2 separate regions of the Mus musculus genome follow, and region 2 is linked to region 1. Evidence: chromatin contacts called from public HiChIP or PLAC-seq data. All regions are on one chromosome and are shown on one strand. Each heading gives the region's core, a stretch centred on a gene start, on an enhancer-like site or on the middle of the called end of the contact. The rest is flanking DNA. Distances are from core to core; before and after follow the strand shown. Region 1 overlaps Masp1 (mannan-binding lectin serine peptidase 1). Region 2 holds the start of Rtp2 (receptor transporter protein 2).

What was found. HiChIP or PLAC-seq counts read pairs in DNA pulled down with a chosen protein or histone mark.
Region 2: an H3K27ac HiChIP or PLAC-seq map of embryonic stem cells shows a contact between it and region 1, with 13 times the contacts expected there. The contact joins the promoter of Rtp2 here to the enhancer-like site in region 1. A contact is called at or near these places in 9 of 39 promoter capture datasets (the C10 cell line, the HPC-7 cell line, HPC-7-derived erythroid cells and 5 more), 2 of 484 Hi-C or Micro-C datasets (bone marrow-derived macrophages and nephron progenitors), 3 of 115 datasets of contacts at active chromatin or transcription factors (cardiomyocytes, embryonic stem cells and extraembryonic endoderm stem cells) and 3 of 9 other capture datasets (adipose tissue, embryonic stem cells and macrophages).

Annotation. Positions count from the first base shown.
Region 1 is chr16:23,480,062-23,484,687 of GRCm38.p6, forward strand. It overlaps Masp1 (mannan-binding lectin serine peptidase 1), which reads right to left. Exons shown (of 11, transcript NM_001359083.1): 7 at 4,290-4,408; 8 at 3,334-3,412. Among named protein-coding and RNA genes, the nearest start is that of Masp1, 38 kb to the right of the region's middle. Within about 2 kb of position 2,365, at least 3 of the 459 cell types and tissues checked have an H3K27ac peak or open chromatin away from gene starts, as enhancers often do. A contact at or near this core is called in embryonic stem cells, where this site is marked.
Region 2 is chr16:23,929,381-23,934,273 of GRCm38.p6, forward strand. It overlaps Rtp2 (receptor transporter protein 2), which reads right to left and starts at 1,414. Exons shown (of 2, transcript NM_001008230.3): 1 at 1,155-1,414. The coding sequence starts at 1,318.

The sequences.
Region 1 (4,626 bases), core at 1,115-3,614:
GTGGGGTTCCCGCCAGTGCCAATCATTCACTCTGCCACTGGCTCTGACTCCAGCTCCTTCTCCAATTCGATCTCGCTTTCTGTCACCATGGTGAAGGCAAAGGAGGATCAGGAGACAGAAGGAAGAGAGCAGAGAGAGAGGGAGGGAGAGAAGGAGAGAGAAAAGGAAGAGAGAAAAATTAGCAAGCAAAGCAGAAATAGTTCACGCAGGAAACACAGAAACCGTTCCACCAGAGCTGACTAAGAATGAAGTTTAGGCACAGCCATTGTGAAGGACAGTCTGGGATGGCTGAATTTGTATCCTTCTGAGAATTTACATAGTCTTACATCCTGGCTCTTGAGGAAGAGAAAATCCTGCCCCTGGCTGGGAGCTTTGCATTCATCCAGCCCAAATGCTTATTTGACAGATGGCATTCAGAGTATAGCAGGACTTGTCACCACTTTGTGGTGACAGGGCCAAGATTCCCATAATTTCCACTTCCTGTTCCTCTTTACATTTTTTATCATCTCTCTTTCTCTTTTTCTCTCTCTTCCTCCCTCCCTCCCTCCCTCCCTCCCTCCCTCCCTCCCTCCCTCCCTCCCTCTGTCTCTGTCTCTCTCTATGTCTGTCTGTCTCTGTCTCTGTCTCTCTCTTGGAGACAGGGTGTTATGTGGCCTAGGCTGTCCTTGAACTCATTATATAGCTGAAGATGACCTTACATTTCTAATCTTCTTATCCCCAGACTCTTATCTCTGAAGTGCTGCAGTTACAATAATGTGCTGCCATGTGTGGTAGCACATGCAATGCTGGGGACTGGATCCAGGGCCTTGTACATTCTAAGCAAGCATGCTACCACCCCAGCTACATCCCCAGTCTCTGTGTTGCATAGTCACACCTTGCAAGCTTTCTCTCTCTCTCTCTCTCTCTCTCTCTCTCTCTCTCTCTTTCTTTCTTTCACCCCTACTTTCACATTCCCAAGGACTCAACTTGTCAGTCTTATCTGTATAAGACCTAGCAGAGTACAAGGTACCCACAGATGCTCAGAGATGCTGGCTGTGTGTTAATAAGAGCTGAAGCCGTCCTAATATACTTTAATGCAGATGAATTGGGTCAAATTTTCAGTATAAAATGTTAACATGTTCTGTGGCTGTCTAGCACAGGGCATATAAAATAATAGTATCTAGGGGCTAGAGAGAGGGACTAAGCAGTTAAGAACACTGGCTGCTCTTTCAGAGGATCCGGGTTCAGTTCCCAGCACTCACATGGAAGCCCACAACTGTCTGTTACTCCAATTCCACATCTGACACACTCATAGCAATACACAAAGTAAAACTAAATAAGGTATTATTTTAAAAAAATACCATCTCATGTTGTAGTGACTTCCTCTTTCAAGGCGCCCATTATAATTTACCAGGAAAAAGTGTTAATAGCACCTTCTGCTTTTCAAAAACATAAGACAGAGATACCAAGCCCTGCCCAGTGATGGGGATGGGCTGAGGAGATCTAAGCACTCACTACCCGGAATGTATTCCTGCTCCTTACAGGCACACTGGGTGTAGGCATCCAGTAAGTTGTCAGCACAGTCGTGACCAGGGGGCATGAGGCCAGAAGAGTATGAACACATTGCCTACTGCTAGAATAAACACCTAAAGCCCCAGCTTCCCAACTACAGAGTCTGCTTCGGTCCTGGACACTGAAAACCTCCATTGATCGTCTGCAGAATGACCCTTGCTTGGCCCTGCACACACCTTGCTAGAGCCCAGGCACACTGCACACTGGGCCACCTTACTGCAGGAACATACGAGGTCCTCAGGCTTTGTACTGGCTAGTTTTGTGTCAACTTGACACAGCTGGAGTTATCACAGAGAAAGGAGCTTCAGTTGAGGAAATGCCTCCATGAGATACAACTGTCAGGCATTTTCTCAATTAGTGATCAAGGGGGAAAGGCCCCTTGTGGGTGGTGCCATCTCTGGGCTGTCTGTCTTGGATTCTATAAGAGAGCAGGCTGAGCAAGCCAGAGGAGGCAAGCCAGTAAAGAACATCCCTCCATGGCCTCTGCATCAGCTCCTGCTTCCTGACCTGCTTGAGTTCCAGTCCTGACTTCCTTTGGTGATGAACAGCAGTATGGAAGTGTAAGCTGAATAAACCCTTTCCTCCCCAGCTTGCTTCTTGGTCATGATGTTTGTGCAGGAATAGAATCCCTGACTAAGACAGGCTTGGACCTTGTCTTCTCCATCTGGACTCTCTCCTGAACTCTGCATTGGCATTCGGTGAGTGCTTCGCTTATTCCTGAAGCTATAAAATGGCAGTCTTTTCCCCTCACTTGACCCTGACCACAGCCCATCACCATATGAAAAGGAAAACCAGCCCATTTTGATTGTGCTCAGCTGCCTGGGGTTTGCCCCCGCCCCAGCCCTCCCACCAGGATTCCTAGTGGGAAAGGATCTGGCTGAGTGCTGGGTGGCAGTGAAAAGAAAGGGGACAGAACCCAAAGTCACAAAATGGTGGGAGGGGCACTGACTATAATATCTTAACTTAGAATTCTCTATTCTAAAGCAAGTCAAAGAGTCCCCCTCCCCCTGCAAGGACACTGTTACTATTTATAGCTGCTAAAATTATAATCCTTGAACATTTTACATTTGAAATTACTTGGGTATGAAAGTAATGGAGTAGTAGCTGGAAATCTATCTATCTATCTATCTATCTATCTATCTATCTATATTCTATAACACTCAATAGCTTATTTATGTGGATTATTTCTCTCTAGAACCATTGGCACACATTCTAGAATTAAAGCTACTCCATACTCTCTATTTTATAGTTACAGAAACGTCCATGGTCTTGTAATACGTTAGGGGCACACAAGGCAAGAACTCCAGGTCACCAGAGCTAGTGGGGTTCTGTGTGATGACCCCACAGCCCTAAGTCAGCGGCTGACCCGGAAGACTTAGCAGGTGAGCGATTGGCACACAGACACTCAAGGCCACTGGGCTCTGGGCCTGAGCGCCAAACTAGTTTCCCAAACTAGCAATTCCAGAGCTAAAGCTCATTTCAGACATTGAGATGTGCTTATATTCCTTTGCCACATTTGTACCCTGTTTGAAGGTGTGCGTGCGTGCGTCGTGCATGCGTGCGTGTGTGTGTGTGTGTGTGTGTGTGTGTGTGTGTGTGTGTGATTCCAAAATCTTATTCTTGAATTGGGCTCTTATATTCCTTGGTCTAGCTACTACATGGTTAGTGATCTCTGTCTGCCCCTCTCAGAGAGCTCTGTCAAAGCCTTTCACCCCATGCTCGGTGCTTCAAGCCCACCATGAAGGAATGCATCATTGGAATCAACCCGTTTGATTTTCTTACTTTTACAGGTGGGGATCTTGTTACTCCATGCACCGTCCTTCAGACACTCAATTTGGAATGTGTCCATCACCTCGTTATCCTGAAAGGAAGCCAGGAGGGCGTGGGAAGACGGAGGGAGTGGGTTAGCACATATTTCCTAACAAAGATAACGCAAACTTCAAACCTGGCTCTCTTCAACTAGGAATTAGCCCGATGAGTCTCAAAGGCAAACTTGCCCATAAATGCATGACATGTCATGTCGCCATTAGCCTCATTCACACGCTAGGCATGGGCAAGTGTTTCTAGAGGAAAAACTATGGTTTTGACTCTGGGTTTAGGGCAGAGGTTCTCCAATTAGAGCAAGGGGTCAGCATCACCCAGAGAAGGCTAGTGGAGACCGGCTGCTTGTCCCTGCCACGAAGATTTCAATTCAGTTCTTCTGACCTACCCAAGGATTCAGAGTTCTAATCAGCTCCCAGGTAATGCTGTTGTTGATGGTGACTGGGCCCTTCTCGAGGAAACTTCCTGCAGAGCAGTGGGCCTCTAGCTTGGCTCTACATTGGGTTCACCTGGGGAACATAACAATCCTAACCCCTGGTTCCAGCCCCTCGTGCCCGCAAGTGGGAACTTTGCTTTCTTACTCTGAAGGGTAGCTAGGTGGGCTGGCACTTTGGAGGGAGTGAGAGGAGTGCCCGTCTGCCACCTTTAAACCTGCTTCTTGTTCAGCACCATCATCCTCCAGCACCTCTGAGGAACTTTGTCAAGGTTGTAGTCCCTCATCCTTAAGCCATATGAAACCTTATTTAAAAATTCAGGACAACTCATTGCTCTGATAAACAACTTTGTGTCATGTCCTGAATTGAGAGGTGCCCAGAATGCATCATTTCTGAATTTCTGGAGTCTTTGGGGAAGCTTAACAGGATGTTAGGAGGCACCCGGCAGGCAGTGTTTTCCCGGCCGGCCGCGGCGCTCTGCACCTTTAGCACTTTGTAGCCTGTGTCACAGCTGACGAGCACTTGGTCTTTGAAGGAATACACGGCCTGCGAGGGCTCGATTTTCCCGTACACAGGAGGCTGTAGCTTTGGGCACTCATTTCCTGGCAGGAAGCAAATGAAAAGACAGCAGGTGAGAAAACCAAGAGGAAATGACAGCAGAGGACCCCCACCCCAACCCTCACACTGAGGAAGCGAGGCCTGAAATGAGGTGGAAACAACAGGGCCTGGGGTCTAGAAGAAGAGTTTGGAAAGCAGGGGTGAGTCACTTTCTAATGCAGCCTGCCATTAAAGTGAAGGAGGCAGCCAAACAGCTTCATGA
Region 2 (4,893 bases), core at 164-2,663, 450 kb after region 1:
TCCCTCCCTCAAGACAGACCCCATATCTCCAAAAGTATCAAACATTGGTGAGCATTTGGGACGTAGGGGAGGGGGGCTTGGGGGGGGGGAGGTGAGACTGAAGCATAGAAAATAGAGATCATGCAGCTACTTAGAGAGATTTCCACTGCCCAGCATTGATAACAGGAGACAACACAAACCAACCAACTATGCCCTGTCCTATGCTAACACATGCTCTATTTATTTGTTGGCAAGGCCTATGGTCAGCCTGCCTTTTTCTGCTCCCACCCACATGCTGTTGTCTACTCAAGAGGCTTCACATTCTTACAATATGGACAACCCAGCCATAATTTTTTCACACCTCCACAACACAGCCACCAGCTCGCCTGGGGGGGGGGGGGGCGCTGCACCACTGCAGGTGAGCTGGAGGCTGTCTGACCAAGAAACTGTGGCTCCCATCCCCCACCCCCATCATCTGTTTGTAAAAGGGAAACGATTTTAGAAGAGCCCCCAGGACACTCTGCATGGCAGAAGAGTGAGGAGCACTTAGGAGGATCTAGGGCAAGTGCTGCCTGAGGTCAGCAACTTGTCATCCACTGACAGTAGTGTTGGACGGGATTGGAGTAGTGTTTTAAGATGAGCTAAGATGAGCTCCCTTGCCTTGTAAATATGAAAACTGGGAACCAGAGAAAGAAGGGGACAAGGCCAAGTTCACAGAGCTATGGAACCAGGCTCTCAAATATACTATGTGATCAGTAACTTGTTCTGTCTTCATGTCTAGTTGCATTTGATTGAGCAGATGGACACCACAGCCGCCAAACACATATACCCCAACTTCTAGGTTGAGAATTCTGGAGATCCCCATTGTACCTCCTCTCCATTCTATCTATACTAGGCATCTGAATTTGCAGGGCTTTGAAGCCTTGCCAGTCTTGATTTTCTATGGAAAACTGAGACTCAAATGCAGGGCACAATTTGTTCCAAGGAACCAAGGAACCTGAACAACTGTGGTTAGAAACATAGCCTAGATGGTCCTTCTGGTGGTTCATTGCCTGCTTGTCACCTGAGCTGACCTGGTGAGACCTACCAGAGGCCCAGACTTGCAAAGTCTGTGACAGCCCCCATCCTTCTGGGGGAGGGAGGGCTTCCTGCACCTCCTCCCACCAGCCTCTCACCTGCCTGAGGCATGTTGCTCCAGGTACTGCTTCCAGCCAGGGCCCAGCTCATTGGGCTTGAGGGTGGGGTCTATGATGAGCTCCCAGCTGTCCGCTGGCTTGGCCACCTCCATCTTCTCGTAGAAGACCTTCTTCCACTCACAAGTGGTCAGGCTGGTGGACATGGTCCTGTTGGCTGGGATAGAAGGGTGAACTCAGCCCAAGGAAGAACAGAAAGCTTAGATAGATGCAGCCCAGGCAGTCTCTGTGGTCCAAAAAGCCTTACCCACAAGAGCCAGCTTCCTCTTTTGTCACCCTGGAACCTGTTACTATGACAGCCAGGCAGGTACCAGGAGCCAGGGATAGGGAGGAGGCAAGCCTCCAGGGAGAGTTCCAGGGTCCTGAGCCAGATTGCAGAGGCAAACTGAATTGTAATGCTGACTAGGTTGAGAAAGCAGAGAGAGGTGAGATCCAACCCATGGGCTGACGGAGGTTCCCCAGAGGACAAGGGCTATGTGGTGGCCCTTTTTCACCCCACTGCTCTTCCCTGCTTTCTCCAGCCATGTGCCATGGCAACCATAATACCCTAGGGACGTCAGCAGAAGCAGAATGGAGATATGGGACCTGATGCTCCCACACTCCTGATGCATTGTGGCCATTGTTTGCCATGTGCTAGCCACAAGCTACTTGATCTGTGTACTAGCCAAGACAGACCAGAAAGCAGGCTTCTGTAACCCCCAAGTGATCATCCACAATTCAGATCCAGGCCTTCCTAAATGATGTCTACCCCTTTAATTATCTCGAGCGTATTATGCTCCTAACATCGTGATGAAGGGAGACGCGACAAGTGACACGTCGCTCTCCCTTCGCTGGAGAATTCTCAATCCGGTTGGTGAGACAGAAGTAATTTAATACACTGTGAAAAGCTCAGTGATAACAGTTCACACTCCAGGGTTGCCACAGTCACTCCCTGCTCCCAGGGCTCGCGGAGGCTGCTGCTACGGGATCTAGTATCTTCCGAGCTGCAGGCTGAGCTACCTCAGCTGATGCAGAGCAGACAACAGAGAGCCGAGGCTTCCTGACGCCCAAGTTCTATTTTTTTACAGACCAGAGGCTGTGGATACCTGGTTCTGCCCCGGATATTGCGAGGTTTCTGCGATGTCTGTAGTCCATCACCTGTCACTTCTTTAACCTGAAGCTCTGGCTTCTAGGGCTGTGGAGACAGCGAAAGTAGGCAGAACTAAAAAGGGTAGCTAGGTGCCGGAAGTTATCAGTGCTGGGTTCCAGATTTGTCATGCGCCTCCATATGGTCTCTGTGTGGGATAGGGTTAGGAGGATGGCCACTGAACATCCTTCAACTCAGAGAAGTGCTCTTCCACTAGCTTTGTGTTAACCTATAGAAGTACAAGTCTGTGCTGTAAGGCCATCAAGAACTACTGATTTCCGGTTTCCTTATTGGCCTCGATTTAAATTCCCAAACCCCAGCCCTCCTTCCCTTTTTCTTTTTCTTATTTTTTATTTATTTACTTTTTTGGAAGGGTTTCACTATGTAGCCTTGGCTGGCATGGAAATCACAGAGATCAGCCTGCCTTTGCCTCCTGAGCGCTGAGATTAAAGGCTTGGAGCACCACAGCCAATTCAAATCTTTTCATAGTGAATCAGGACAACTCAGGCCTAGAAATGGAAAACTGCTCTCAAAAGAAACCCTGGACTGGGTGACTCACTGGGGACTCTCCTATCATCAGCTACAAAACAGGTGACATCCAGGGTCCATGAGTTCCCGGGAACTGAAGGAAGCCACGAGATTTTGGCCCGACCTAGAGCGAAGTGCCGTGGTCCAGCTCTGAGATGTACTATACCATTGTTCCCAGATCAAAGGCAGTGTCGGAAAGCTTAAAGGACAGTGGGAATTGCTAGGGTTCGTCTGTTTGGCTTTGTTTTGTTCTCTCTCAGATGATGCAATCCCCTTAGGCATCGGATCATACTTAAGTTAGAATGGAATCCTCTAAGCAGAAACCAGGGCGATTCATCTTTCTGTTCAACAACGCTGTTGGCACTGGAAACTCTTTCTGGGATATCACCAATGAGTGTAGCAATTACTATACGATGATGTGACAATTACTAGCTCAGTCTTTCTCAGGTTGGCACTGGGCTGCACCATTAAGACACTCTCCATGTGGGCACATTGCTCACTGGCAGCTCATAACTTGGAGCTGCAGCATCTTCAGTCTGGGTGATAATGTTTTAAATGAACTAATTTTAGCCTTAAAAAAATAACACTATCTATCTAGATCTCACACGCAAAATGAGCCACTCTTATCCTTTACTATGGAGTTCAAGTAATAAATACTTTTGCAAAATGTTCATTATTTAAATTTTATTTGTTAAAATACTATGTGATGAGGGTTAGAGAGATGACTTGGTGGTTGAGAACACCAGCTACTCTTCCAGAGAACTTGGGTTCAGTTCCCAGCACCCACACGGCAGCTCAAAACTATCTGTAACTGCAGTTCCAGGGGATCTGACACCTTCATACCAATAGACTTAAAATATTTAAATATTTTTTTAAGAAATAGAATATTATATGACACAATTAATAACAAGAAACGGCAAGGAAGAATTGAGAAGTATGAAATTCAGAATCACCTGGGGACTGCCTCAGGAGATTTCAGCCCATATTCTTCAGGGAACACAGTCACGCTCCACCAGCTCTATGCTGTGCGGAATCCCACCCCAGCCAGCCGGTGTTACTGAGAGCCATGTGCTAACTCACAGGCTACCAAAGGTTCAAGTAAAATCACTTACTGTCTCATGATATTTCTAAACAAATCCAGGAGGGACGAAACTGTATTAAACCTTCCTGTCTCCAAGTTCAAAGAATCTTTGATAGTGTTGCTGACAAACTCAAGATCCTTGGGAGACCCTTTGAAAGATATTTTGAAAGGCTTCTCCACCTACAGACCACAGCACTCGGTTCATCCTTTGGGTGGAAGTGAACTTTGAGTCCCAGGATAGTTCACCTGCTCAGAACAACTCACAAGTGTCAACCAGAGATACCTAGCAGAGTCCATGTTGTCCCTTTATCAGGAAGGAGCAAGCAGAGCCACCGTGAGCCAGCCCCATTCTGTCATCACTAACATTCCAGGATTTGAGTTCTCCCTGCCTCTTCCAGCCCCCAGAAACCCATAACAGGAAGGAGTTCTCATGTGTGCTCACACACAGAGGGCTAAGGAAAATGATGATATACTGTGTAGTTCCAAATGTTAGAAAAATTATTTTGAATATTCTCACCACATTTACATAATAAATACTTGAGGAAATAAATGTTTGTCTTAATTTTAACATTACCCAGTGAATACATGTGTCTGAACTTCACATAACGCCCTCAAATAATGTTTTGTTTCCACATGTTTATTTAAATCAATTCAAGTAAAAAAAGGAAAACAGACTGTATGGTCTATGACTGTGTCTCCGTGGTAGCACACTTGTCTAGATAAATAAGGCCCTCCACTTGAGCTTCAAGATCCTTACCAAAAACACAGAATTGTCACAATCTATCTAATTATACTGTGTTAGTTAGTTTTATATTGCTGTTATAAAACACTATGAGCAAGACAGTTTATAAAAGGATGAGTTTATTTGGTCTTACAGTTCCAAAGGGTTAGCGTTCATGATTGTTGCATGAAAAGCCACGGCGGCGAGAGAAGGATGCTAAGAGCTCACATCTTGAATCCCAAGCACGAAACACAAAAAGAATTAT